2 separate regions of the Rattus norvegicus genome follow, and region 2 is linked to region 1. Evidence: chromatin contacts called from public HiChIP or PLAC-seq data. All regions are on one chromosome and are shown on one strand. The core of a region is the stretch at or near the end of the contact, and the rest is flanking DNA. Distances in the headings are between cores, read along the strand shown. Region 1 holds the start of Taok2 (TAO kinase 2). Region 2 holds the start of Maz (MYC associated zinc finger protein).

Evidence for each region. HiChIP or PLAC-seq counts read pairs in DNA pulled down with a chosen protein or histone mark.
Region 2: a contact with region 1 is called in an H3K27ac HiChIP or PLAC-seq map of oligodendrocytes, with 3 times the contacts expected there. The contact joins the promoter of Maz here to the promoter of Taok2 in region 1. A contact is called at or near these places in 1 of 12 Hi-C or Micro-C datasets (hepatocytes) and 1 of 1 datasets of contacts at active chromatin or transcription factors (oligodendrocytes).

What each region holds. Positions count from the first base shown.
Region 1 is chr1:190,922,212-190,928,793 of GRCr8, forward strand. It overlaps Taok2 (TAO kinase 2), which reads right to left and starts at 2,310. Exons shown (of 16, transcript NM_022702.1): 1 at 2,154-2,310. It overlaps Tmem219 (transmembrane protein 219), which reads right to left. Exons shown (of 6, transcript NM_001400628.1): 6 at 4,511-4,605.
Region 2 is chr1:191,060,679-191,067,212 of GRCr8, forward strand. Maz (MYC associated zinc finger protein) reads right to left here and starts at 4,211. Exons shown (of 5, transcript NM_001110319.2): 1 at 3,710-4,211; 2 at 2,786-3,636; 3 at 2,342-2,405; 4 at 1,906-2,077; 5 at 1-623. The coding sequence starts at 3,901. The coding sequence ends at 469. It overlaps Kif22 (kinesin family member 22), which reads right to left. Exons shown (of 14, transcript NM_001009645.1): 11 at 6,378-6,439; 12 at 5,563-5,775; 13 at 5,424-5,483; 14 at 5,197-5,323. The coding sequence ends at 5,276. LOC134483860 (a long non-coding RNA gene) reads left to right here and starts at 1,002. Exons shown (of 2, transcript XR_010060989.1): 1 at 1,002-1,140; 2 at 1,781-2,000.

The DNA.
Region 1 (6,582 bases), core at 1,060-3,559:
ATACAAAACTAGCAAGGCATAATCAAGATCACCATTTTCCAGACAGTCACTGAGGCACAGAGAGGAAAAAGGGCTTTCCCAAGGTCACAAAACAGGACCTTTTCCTTTCAGGTTCTGGACAGAATTGTTAGGAGGCAACTAAGCCTAGCCTCCGTGTTTTAGGAGAACCTCCCAGATCATTCCAGCCCTCGATGGGTGGGAGCTCCAAAGCAAACTCAAAAACAAACTCCAAAGCAAAGTTGCCACAGGGTACTAGAACCGGAACATACAGGGACTCTAGGATAGGTTTTTTTTTTTAGGGACTAATGGGAATTTAGACACAAAGAGCCCTCAGCAGAGTTGGACTCCTGAGGCAGAGTTCTAGCTACTTAAAAGTACCTAACAATTTCAGCATATAATTATATTCTGTGGTGCATTGTTCCCTGTCCATGTTGTTAATTTTGTCTCCTTAGCTCAACCGAAAGCTAGAGGGTAGAAATGGAGCTTGAGTCTTTGATAGGCCCCTAGGGTGTGAAGGGCTCACAATTGATTGATTGGTTGTTCTCAGTAGCTCTTAAGTCTGCTCAAGGCAGACACCCTTCTTGAAGCAATAGTTGCAACCACCCCTCACCACATACCCACACAAAAAGCAGAGCATCACAACTTGCCAAGGGAACCCTCATGACTTCTTAAGCAGTAACAAGACTACCAACCCAGAATCTCAGGCCACATGAAGAGTGCCAGCCACTGTAAAAACATCATATAGGCTCCCTTCCTTACAATAACATTTGGGCAATTACCATGGTCTGGGCTAAATCATAATCACCTTCTAAAACCCATGTTGCAAAAGAATCCCTAAACTGTCTTACAGGTATATCCTATCTGCAACCTACAGCAAGAGCTTTAAGTAAGTTCCTTATACTTCTCTTTGGTAAGTAGATTACAGAATTCAACTATAGGAGATCTCACTTATACTCAGAACACTTTGTAGACACTAAACAAACGGCTTTTCCTTCTGATTCCAGAGTTGACACAGGCTTTAATCCTGGGAGCAAGGGTGGACAGAGGGGGCTCATTCTAACTCAACAGCTAAGAAAAGGCACTAAAGCCATAATTTTTTAGAAGAGAGAGCTATCTCTGGAACACAGGCCAAAGTGTGGGATCAGGATAAAAGTGAAGGTCACATTAGAAAAATACCCATGAGGAAGAAGCACAAACCAGAGCTTCCTCACAGGAAAAGCTCCTTCTGAAAAGGAAGATCATTACACCCCCATTTTTTAAACCTTCCCCTGATACATTCTCCTGTGGGACACTGATCAAGCCTTGGCTCAGAAGAAGTGGGTAACTTATCAGGGACAAGACTTGGGTTAAATTCTGAATCTGCCACTGGGTGACCTTGAAAAACTTCTCTGGGTATCAGTGTTCTCAACTGTAAAATGGGAAGATAAAAGAGGTTTTGTAAGAATGAGTGTAGCATGGGAAAAATACATGCAAAGGCACTTTGTGAAGGCTAGGTCACTTGACAAAAATATGAGGTTATTTACACCGTCAAAGTCAGAGACAGGTAGGTAAATGCAGCAGGAGGAAAATATTACCAAGTACAAACGCACACTCCAACTAAACCAAGCCAGAAAAGAATATAAGCTCCCAGCGTGGTGGCTTGCACCTGTAGTCAAAACAGTAGAGAGGTTAAAGACTGCCACCAGTTTAAGGCCACATAGGGCTACAGAAAGTCTGTCTCAAAATAAATAATAAATAAATAATGAATAAATAAATAAATAAGTCAGTCATTCAGTCCACCTACATGGGAATCAACACCCTAAGAGCAGTCTGGAAAAAAAAGAGTATAATAAAATCTTGGAGAAGAGGCGGTTGCGAAGGCAAAAATTAATAAGGGAAAAGACTAGAAAGGTGGAAACCCATTTGATTAGCTAAGCATCCTAGGGCGTGACCCTTGGTGACATGACAGGCTCTGTCACCTGAGGGTACCCCTTCAACCAGACACAATGAAGGGAAGAGAAAGGGAGAAGAGGTAGCAACAGAAGGCAGGGCTGGCCAGAGACTGACCATGGGCTCAGCAGGAATTCCCTATCCTGAGGAGAAGGCCTACCCAGTCCCAGCTTCTCAGAAAGGAGCTGACCAGAGGGACTCATGCCCATGCACCCGTGTCTCACCTGGTAGGGGTCACTATGGTGCCCCAGCGCCTCCGCTTCCGCCTGGGGTACTCCAGTTGCTCTGACAAGCGGGGAGAGGGGCAAGGAGACCTTCCCCCTCGCCACCTCTTCCTCAGCTTTCGCCCTTCCTGAGGGGCGGGCCCGGGAAGCCTCCCCTGGAGGGGAGGGGGTGACAACCTGATCTGACCTCGCGGTCCAGTCCTCCCCCAACTCGAGGGCGACAGTTGCTGAATCCCGGATTTCCGATTGTGGGGTCTGAGCCCCGTATATTTGCAAGGGCTAAAAATGAGTCCGATATTTGAACGCTTTGAGGATGAACCCCGGATATTTGTGCACACAGGGTCCTGAACCCCAGGTATTTTAAATTCTATAAAACAGAGACCCAGCTTTGTAAAGGTTAGGACTAGAGTCCCAGATATCTGATATATGAAGGCTTGATACCTGGGTATCTGAGAATCGAGGGTCCAGCCCCAAAATTTAGGACCCAGGGGCCTGAGCCCCAGGTCTTCGGCCACGACAAGGGGCCCACCCCGAGGACGCCCGGCTGCACGGCCCCTCTAAGGCTGGTGTCCGAGAGTGACAGCCCCCACTCCAGCCCTGGCCTACTCCCTTTCCCGTCCTCTCTCTCCGGAACAGCTGAAGGACTGTAGCCGAGACGCTGCTGATCGTCCCTGCGCCTCACTCCCTTTCCTTTTCCTCTCAGCTTCTCACCGCACCACAGCCTTGCTCTCGTCCTGGCCTCCCTCTCTCTCTCTCCCTCTCTCTCTTCCTCCCAATTCCAAGATGGAGACCGGGCGGGAGCGCGCAGGCGCGGTATGCACGCCGGGCCAAAGGGGGTGGGGTCCAAAGGAAATAGCCCCGCCCCTCGCCTGTAGCTGCCGCGGCCCAGACGACAAGCTGCCCTGGAGCCCAAGTGCGCGCGCGCCCCGCCACGCGGATCCTGGGTGGGAAGAGGCGAGGAGAAAGGCTTGGCTTGCTTGGGGTGGAGCCCAAGCGCGCTATCCGAGGACTGCTGGAGAGAGCTGTAGCGCATGCGCCCGCCACGCTTTCGCGCTGCGACTGAGCCTGTTGCTAGGGGAAGCTCCGAGGGGGTGCGCTAGGAAGGAAAGCTGTGGTCTGCGCCTGCGTGCAAGGTAAAGGCTGAAAGGAGTAAAGCAAGGCTGCTAGCAGCTGGGCGCGGGCAAAGGCGGGAAACTGGACCATTATGATACTCCTAAGTACCTAAAGTAAACCTGAGCTCCCAAGTGTGAGAATGATGTTCCAAAGTTGGGAAAACCCAATGGGTCAAATCCCTATAGGAAAATTGAGGTCCAGTAGGGTTTTATAACTTGCCAAAAGTCATGAAGCATTTATGCCAAAGCATAAACAGAATCATCAATTTATGTTCACGGAAGAAAAGAAGTGACAAAGTAGCACAGTCATGTTGACAGTATGTCTAAAAAGTATAGTGCTGGCTTAATGCTTACAATTCCAGTACTCAGCAAGCAGAGTCTGAGTGAGATAGGAGGACAGAAGTTCTGCAGAGCATGTAACCTAATGGAGTTCCAGTATCAAAAACAAAAAACAGACACATGCATACAAACAAAAAATCCAAATATTTTCCAAAGAAAATCTGCAAACACGGTCAAAATTTTAAGTGACCTATGCCAACTTGTAGTCCAAAGTAAGGTCAACAAAGGTAACAGGATGCATGCGAGTCAAGAGAAGATTGACATCCAAAGATTTTGAGTTCCAGGCCAGGGGGTGGGGCTCACGCTTTTCATCCCAGTCACTTGAGAGGTAAAGGCAGGCAGATCTCTGAATTTGAGACCAGCCTGGTCTACACAGTGAGTTCCAGGCCAGCTAGGGCTAGATAGTGAGACAAAACAAAACAAAGCTGGGGATACTGTTCAGTGGTCAAGTGCTTGTCTAGTATATGTGAAGCTCTGCATTCAATCCATGGTGCCACAAAAGGTACAGGACCAAAACAGCTGAGCAGGTGCTCGCCATGGAAAGGCTGGCAAACCGTGTTCAATCCCTGAACCTATGCAAAGTTTGAAGAAGAGAATATGATTGTTCTGGGACCCCCATGAACATGCCATGGCACATGCATATATCATGAGCATGTGCTCACTCAATAAGAAAAGAAAAATCCCCAGGGAGTGGTGCCACATGACTTTTATCCCAGCACTTAGGGGACAGAGGCGAGAGGATCTCTGAGTTCTAGGTCAGCTTGGTCTGCAGAGTGAGTTCCAGGACAGCCAGGGCTACACAGGGAAACTGTCTCAAACAAAACAAAACAAAAAATCTTTTACCTCAACAAGGAAGTCCCCAGTGGGTTTTTTAAATCCAATCCCAATAAGTACCTTACACAATAGTAGTCAAAAGCCATTTATTTTCCCACAGTCCAGTTCTTCATTTTTCTAATAGGTCTTCTAAACTCAGAAGTAGGCCCCAAGAACTGGATCTGTACCTGGAGAAAAGGAAGAAAGCGAAACAGGTAAAGAAGTCCCTGGACGAATTTCTGCATGAGTGCAGAAATTACAGAGGAAGCGATATCTAGAGATAGGTTCTGGCACTCAATCCCACCAGGGTAGCCTTGGAACTCTAGGATCAACCAGAGGCCAAAAAGCTAGAAGCCTTTTCCCACTCCTGATTGAATGGGTTCCATTGTTTCCTATTGTAAGAAGATGGGTGGTGAGGCCTGGCCAAAAGGAAAATTAACAATGTTCTCTTGAACTCCAGTTCCTCTGGGCTGGATTCATTCCACAGTTTAGGCTGTTTTGACTTCTCCCACAGTGATCTCCTAGTGCACAGAGGCCAGCAGAACCTGGGTAAGGCTTAGGAGCTAGACGTATAGCATACAGCTTTCAAATGGGGTAAAACCCATCCAGCAAGGTGAAGAGCTTTTTGGATTGATTTTTTTTTCATTCAGTGAAAGGTTAGGCTGACAACTTGAGTTTGAATCCCAGGATACAAAGAATGAAAAGAAAGAATGACCTCCAAACATGTGCCGTTCCATAAACACGAATACATGACTCCCCCTTAAATAAATAAACATAAAAAATAATAATTTTGCAAATGTAAAAATTAATAATTTTGCCAGGGGTAGTGGTGCATGCCTTTAATTCCAGCACTCAGGAAACAGAGGCAGGTGGGACTTTGGGGCCAGTCTGGCTTACATAGCAAGCTTCAGGCCAGCCTGGGCTACACAATGAGATCTGGTCTCAGAATGAACAAGTAAATATTAAATAAGCTTCAGGAGAAAAAATGAAGACTCCATATTTAGGGCAAATCATGGCAACTGAGCTCCCCTGATTCATCATGGCTGACATGTGGGTGTGTGAAGTTCAGCTCCGAATCTGACAATCCTAACACTACTTGGAAGACATTAGTCATAGAAGATATGTATGAAAGTATGTCTAGTTACAAAATAAGGCTCTGTGTGTTGTTACATGTCTTTAATCACAACACTTGGGAGGCAGAGGTAGGTGGAGGCCAGCCTGGTCTACACAGTGTGTCAGGTCACTGGAGCTACAAATGAGACCGTGTTTCAAAACAAACAAAAAAGTAAGAAGAGGTCTTGGTGGTTTGGTGGTTAAGAGCACTTACTGCTCTGGAAGAGAATTGGAGTTTGATTTCCAGCAACCACATCTGGCAGCTTAAAACCACTACCTCTAACTCCAGCACCAAGGAATCCACCGCCCTCTTCTGGCTTCCTTGGGCACTGTGCACTATGATGTACATAAACTCATGCAGGTACACACATATACACATAAATAAAAATAAACCTAAAGAAATGTAAAGGAGGGGCATTAGGGGGTTAAAAATAAAAATATAAACAAATAAAATCAAATAATATCCATGCTTGGGAAAAGCTTCCATTTCAATAATCACACCTCCAATAGACTTCATTGACTTTGACCCTGACAGTCACTAATCACACAGTTGCCATTGGACAGGTTAAAGCAAGACAACAGCTTATAGGGGGAGCGAGTGCTGTCAGGGGATATGGAGAGAGCAGCCTTTCCTTTCCTTTTCTTTCTTTTCTCCTCTTCCTCCTCCTTCTTCTTCCTCTTCTTCTTTTTATTTTTTAAAGATTTGTTTACTTATTTCATGTGAGTACACTGTCGCGGTCTTCAGACACACCAGAAGAGGGCATCAGATCTCATTTCAGGTGGTTGTGAGCCACTATGCGGTCACTGGGAATTTAACTCAGAACCTCTGGAAGAGCGGTCAGTGCTCTTAACCGCTGAGCCATCTCTACAGCCTTTCCTCTTCTTATTGTTGTTGTTGTTCTCCTCCTCCTCCTCTTCCTCCTTTTTTTTTTTTCTTTTTTTCAAGACAGAGTTTCTTTGTGTAGCCCTGACTGTCCTGGAATTTGCTCTGCAGACCAGGCTAACCTGAACTCAGAGAGATCCAAATGCCTCTGCTTCCTCAGTTTTGGATC
Region 2 (6,534 bases), core at 2,961-5,460, 140 kb after region 1:
TTCTCTCTTTTCTGGGACAGAATCTTAATTCCCCTCCTCTCTCTCCTCCCTACCCCTGGGAAAAAAACAACAACAAAAAAAGAAAGCACCAACTCCCCAGGAAGGGGCAGCAGACAGTAGGGGAGGGGACAGGAGGAGAGCACAGGACCTTCTAAGGAAAGGCTCACAAATCCCTGGGAGGAAAGGCAAGGGCTTAAAGGTTGAGGGCAGTGGCTGCTGCTGTCCTCTGCCACCCCTGCTCACTGTCCAGGGGACTTCAACACAACTCAGGGGACAGGTGTTTGTAGGGTCAGCTCTGATAGGGAGAAGAAAGGAGCAGGAGAAACATCGTTAAAACCTAGTGAATTCCTTCTTCCTCCTCTCCGTCTGGAGGCTCCTTGGTTGATGACGTGAGGAAGTTGGTGGGAAGAGGAGACTGTACCAAGAGAGCTTTCCTCTGCTCTCCCCTGTCCTCCATCAACTTGGAGCTCACCAAGGCTGGGAGGGAAGTGGCTGAGAGCTCACTGGTACCCCCTCTGCCCCAGAGAGGGTGCCCACAGCTGTGGGAGGGGCTGCCACCACTGCTGCTGCTGCCGCTGCCGCTGCTGCTGCTGCCGCTGCCATTGGACAAACCTCACCAGTACCTACAATAAGAAACACCAAGGATCACAGCACAACCTAAATGGCAAGAAACATACTTCATACCCCAGACTTTTCAACTATTTCCCTACTTCCCCTGGGACACAGCCGTTACTTCCTATCAGGTCCCCAGAGGCTTTGGCCTGCCTGCTTACCCAGACAGAGCATGTCCATACTGCCCTCTCTGGACCCCAAGTCTCCCTAATCTGAGTGACAGACTGGCATCCCTGGCCTTCCTGAGATCCCCTATTGGGCCCTTTGCGTTCCCTTGTCCCACACATCCCATCCTGCCCCCCCAGCCATGTCCCACACCTTGCCTGGTGGGTGCAGGGGTCCCCCTCAGCAGGTAGGCTGTGGCTGGGGGGCATCTCCCGGGATAGGAGGGGCGGCCCCCCCCAGATGGGTCTGCATGTGGCCGGCCAGCTGGGCAGGGGTCTTGCAGTGCACGCTGCACAGCTTGCACAGGATGCGGTCAGCCCGCGGGGCCTGGAGCCCATGGTCCTTCACCGCGTGGATGCGCAGGTATGCTGCTGTGGTGAAGCCTATGGGGGGGGTGGGGGTGGGATGCGGGTTTGGGGTCAGCCTGGTGGAGACCCCGGAGACAGGGCTGTTCTCCTAGGCTGGGGACACCCTCCTCATGTGGCACTGTCCTCCTCCCACCACATCCTTGGTAGGCTGGGGCCAACTACTCCAGTGGAACATAGCCTTTCCCTGAGCTTGGGGCCTGTTCCGAGTGGTACCCATTTCTTAACCCTTAATACCTACAGAGACCTTCCCCCATGACAGCACGCTGTTGCCTAGCTTTCTAAAGGGCTGACTCTCAGTAGAGACGGCTGTGTCCCCCCATCCAGTGCCCCAGTCTCAGCTCCTTTAGTAAATAACCACATTGAAAACAGGTTCTGTTACTGGGTAGGGCTTGTTACACCCATGCTCATCTACTCCACCTGCCCCAAGAGTTGGAGACAAGAACTTGTGGCTGCAAAGTTGAAACCCTGGGGACAGGTTTTTTGGTGATTTCTTTCTCAAAGCAACCGCGTCCCACTTCATTTTCCCCAAGCACACCCAAGAGGCTGAGTTTCTGGTGGACAGCCTCCTGTGAGCCATGGTACTTAATTTAGTGATGTTCAGTTGCTTCCAATGGTGTTGTGCTTGCTTCTTAAAGGGTTCTCTACACGCCACGAGCTCTTGGCTGCAGCACCCTTGACCCAAATCAGTGAAAAAACCAACAGCTCTGTGCCCACCCAACCCCACTTTATCCCTGCCCTCCTAGCATCCCTTAGCATGTACCTTTGTTGCAGAGCTCACAGACATGGTGAGGGCCCTGGCTGTGCACCTTCATGTGGTCCGAAATATAAGCTGAGCTCAGCATCTTGCCACACACATGACATGGCACCTTCTCCTCGTGTCGTACTGTGTGCGCTCGGAGTCGATCCTTCGTAGCAAAAGCTGCCTCACATTTCTGGGGGGGAGGGTGTGGGGGGTCACAGGAGAGTTAAAGCTTCGGGGAGTAGAGAGAAGGGAGCAAGATAAAGGGATCAGAGCCTTGGGGATCTTTGATCTGTAGGAAATGGGCGTGAGATGACCAGGCCTTGAAGAAGAAATGTGAAAATGGAGTGAAGAGGCAAAAAGAGAGAGAAAAAGGGGGTCTGAGAGGCTGAACCCACACAGCTACAATGAGGATCAAAATCATGAAAACCAGGACAGGAGGAAGCGGGCTTCCTACCTCACATTTGAAGGGCCGCTCTGTAGAGTGCACTTGTCTGACGTGACTGTTGAGGTGATCCGGCCTAAGGACATGTTGAGGTGGGAGGGGGCGTGTGTTAGGGCTAAGGCTACAAGGTGAGGTGTGCCTCAAATCTACTTAGGTTCCTCCAAAATTCCTTTCCAAAGTCCCAGCGTTTCCCCACAGCTTCAGTCCTCAGGCAGGAGAGCTCTCAAACCAAGATTCCTCTTCTGCCCAGAGGCTACTTTCCTTCAGCCCAAAGACCCACCTCTTCTACAAAAGTACCACCCCCTGTTCCTAATAACCACGAGGCTCACTTCCCTCCTCCCTGGGAGTGGTGCCTGTCCCCAGGAACGGGAGCCGCCTCCCCACCAGCCAAAGATAGGCCACCTTGTTGCCCTCCCCCCACCATCGGCCTAGTGGGCAGCCGAGGCCCCTGCACACCGGGAGAAGCTCTTGCCACAGTGGGAGCAGTTGTAGGGCTTGTGCACAGCGCCGTCATGTGAGCGCACGTGGTAACTCATGCGGTCCTTGCGCTTGAAGCGCTGCTGGCACACAGGGCACTGGTAGGGCTTCTCGTCCGAATGCGACAGCTTATGTCGGTTCAGGTGGTAGACGTCGCGGAAGGCCTTGCCGCACATCTCACAGGCGTGATTCTTCCGGATGCGCTTTCCAGAGGCAGTCGTGGTCACAACACCACCAGCCGCCACCGCGGCCGTGCCGCCGCCAGCCCCGGCTTCTCCCCCACCCCCGCTGGCCCCGCTCAGCTGGGGGACGCTCAAGAGGCTCAGGGGCACCATCGTGGGCATCTTCATAGCACCCGAGGGGACCCGGCCAGCCTTGGCTCCTGTGTGGATGGCTTCGTGCCTTCGGAGGTTGTAGCCGTTCTTGAACTCCTTGGCGCACAAAGCGCAAATGTAGGGCCCCTTGCTCTTTGTCTTCTTCTCCAAGACAGATGCAACCGGGGCCACAGCGACCGTCGAGGTTGGGGCGACAACAGCGGTGGCAGCCGCTGCGGCGATAGTGGCAGCCGCGGCGGGGGGCGCGGCCTCGGCGGCTGGTGCGGATACGGCAGGGGGTGGTGGAGGAGGCGCCGGAGGCTGCTTCAGGGCCGCTGTGTCCACTGTGGAGGCGGCAGCAGGGGCCGGGGGTGCAGTAACCACTGCAGCGGCAGCAGCCGCAGCAGCTGCAGCCGCTGCGGCTGATTCTTGCGCGGCGGCGAGAACCGGGAGCAAGTCCACTTGGAGGGGCTCGGCCGCCGGGGCCTGGGGCGTGGGTGGGGGCGCTGGCGCGGCCTGCGGAGACAAGGCGCCGTGTGGGCCGCGGTCGCTGGTCGGCGCCTGCCCGCCCGGCCCGGCCCCTACTCACCTGGAATGGACTCTGGGCGCAGCCCTGGGAGGCAAAGAAGCGGGACTGGAGCTCAGCCCCGACCTGCAGGGGGTTCTGGGCGTGACCCTGAGGTGGCGGGAAGGAGTTCATGAGGCCGCCCACCCCCCGGGAGTCCAGGCCCAGCACGGGGAAGGGGGGGGCCAGCAGCGTGCAAGGGAACACGGGGAACATGGCCTCGGCCACAGTGGGGCCCCCGGTGCTCAGCGGGAGCCGGGGGCACGGGCCGCGCGGGGCCCGGGCTCGGGGCGCCGCCCCCGGCCGGCCGGGTTGGGCCGAGCCGAACGCATGGCCCGAGGGCCGCCCCGCCGCCCGCGCACCCCGGCCGGCGGGAGGGAGGGAAGGAGGGCGTCTTGTGGGGCGCGGAGCGCGGCGGCGGAGGCGACGCCCCCTGGGTGGGGGCGAGAGGCCCCGCGGGGCCGAGGGCCGGGGCCGGGGGCGGGGGCCCGGGCGGCGGCGGCGGTGGTGGCGGCAGTTGGAGCCTGGCGGGGCGGGGTGGGGGGAGCGAGGGAGCAGCTTCGGCCCCCGCCGCGCGCGCGCGCCCAGCCGGCGCCTCGGGGAGGGCGGGGGAGGGCGCGAGGGAGGGAGGGGGACAGCTGCGCGCGCACCGGGCGCGCGGAGGGGGTGTGGGACAGGAGGGAGGGCGGGCAGGAGGGGGTGTGGGAGGGGGGGCAGGGGCGGGGGGGCGGGGGTTGTTACCTGGAAGATGAAGCTGCTCCAGTTGCTGGGATCCATGGCGGAGGGAGGAGGGAGGTGGCTCGCGCTCACCCCGGGGCGGGAGGAGGCAGCGGTGGGGGAGGGGGGACCCGGGGAGGAGGCGCGCAAGGAGGGAGGGGGGAGGAGGGTGGGGGAGCGGAGCACACTGCGCGCCGGAGGGCGGGCGGGGGGCGCGAGGACACACAAGAGGCTGGAGCGGGCGCGAGCGCGAGTGCGCGCGGGGCCAGCGGGAGGGGGAAGTACAGGAGGGACTCTAGAGGGCGGAGGGACGGGGTAGCCACCCAGCAGCCCTAGCCGCCCCGAGCGCGAGACCCCCGAGACGGTTGCTGATTGGCTGGCGATGGTGCAGGTGGTGGGCGCGCGGGAGACTAGGCGGCTTCTCTTCCCCCACTTGAACGATTCCACCCCCCACTTCCCTCCGCCAGCGGCCGTTATTTCGCGCGCACGCGCACATAACACGGACGTCGTCGCTGAGCGGGAGAATGGGGAGCGCGCCGAGGGAGTACAGCGGGGCGGGGCTAACTCAAAGCGCGTGCTCGCTTAACGGTCGCTGTGCTTAAGCTTTCCGCTTCAGCTTTTTGATTCTTCTAGGCCACCGTCCCCTCCCCAATCCAGTGTTTTATTTACAATCTTGGCCTAGTTTGGGGGTTCCCCAAACATGGCGCCAATGGGTGTCCCGCAGAGCTTGATCCTGACCCCCAAGGTAGTTATAGGTTCTCCCTACAGCCCTGCCATCAAAAATCAGGCTCAAGCACGGAATAAAAGCTGTATTTACACAACATCACTATACAAGAATTTTTAAAAGAAAAAGGTAGTGTCAAGAGCTGGTAGTCAAGAGGGACCACTGTGCTGGCTGGCAGCCAAGCTCAAGAGATTCGCCTGTAAAGAAGAGGAAAGTGCGTTAATGTAACAGCCGAAGGTGGTCTGGGGTGGAATTACAACATGCAGGCCGGTAGAGAAAGGGCAAAGGTGGCCTTACCTTCAGGAAAGACTCTACCTGCTTCCCAGAGATGCCTTCCACCTGTTCCAGGTCCTCCACCTAGAGGGACAGCAACAATAGGAAGGAGGTGGACAAAGAACGGGGACACCTCAGTGCACCTGTCTTCCTAGGCCGTTACCTCATTAAAGGGGCCATGCAGCTCCCTCCAGCCCACAATGAGCTGGGCCTTCTTCTGGCCAATTCGCTGCAGGCTTCGCAGATCCCGAGCTGAGCCTTCATTCAGCAGATGCAATAATTTTTTGCGCCCCCGTGCCAGTAACTCTGGGCTAATTTGTATCTCCCAGTAGTCCTCATCCTTTTCCACAGCTTCTGACTCATGTGATGACTCCAGCTATGAGGTAACAGAAATGGCAGTAAAGGCCAGTGGATGACTGTGCCACAATCAGGCACAGAATCCACCCTCTGCAGCCTCTCCCCTCTGGTCACTGATTTTGTTGGGCTTGTATAATTACTAGCTCCTTTCTCAGCAAAGATTCGGTGAGTGAATGAGTGTACACATCGGTCCTGACTAGGAAGTATAATTCAGTGATAAGAGCACTTGCCTACCATGCTTGAGGCCTGGGGTTCAATTTCCAGTACAGGAAAATGGGAAAACAAAGATCCCCTGTGATGGAAACAAAGCATCCGCTCATGTCCTTAAAATGGGGCAGTAGTACTGTTAACTTTGTGGGAAGAAAATTATATTTACATCTTATATTTCTTCATTCTATGTGAGAGATTCTTAAATACTTGTCCTAAATGCAGTTCTCAGAGGGCAGGGGCCACATTAGATGCAGTCAGTAGCCAATGCAAGCAAGGGGCATCAAGAAGAAAGGAGACACAGTGGTAGATACTAAGATACATCCATACTTGACACCCCTACTTCCACCTAAAAAAAGTTGAGGCAGCCTGATATGCAAAAGGCTCCCAGCTGGAAAACAGGGTAGTGCTCACCTTCCTTTTGTGGCCTTTCTTCAGGAGGTGGATCTTGTTTGAGGACTCTGACTGCTTCTGAACTGAAAGGAGGAATTCAGAACTGAGGAATTCAGAACTGGTCTCTGGCACAGGCTTCTCCTCCCTCCCTTCCTAGTAATCATCTGCTTCCCCCATT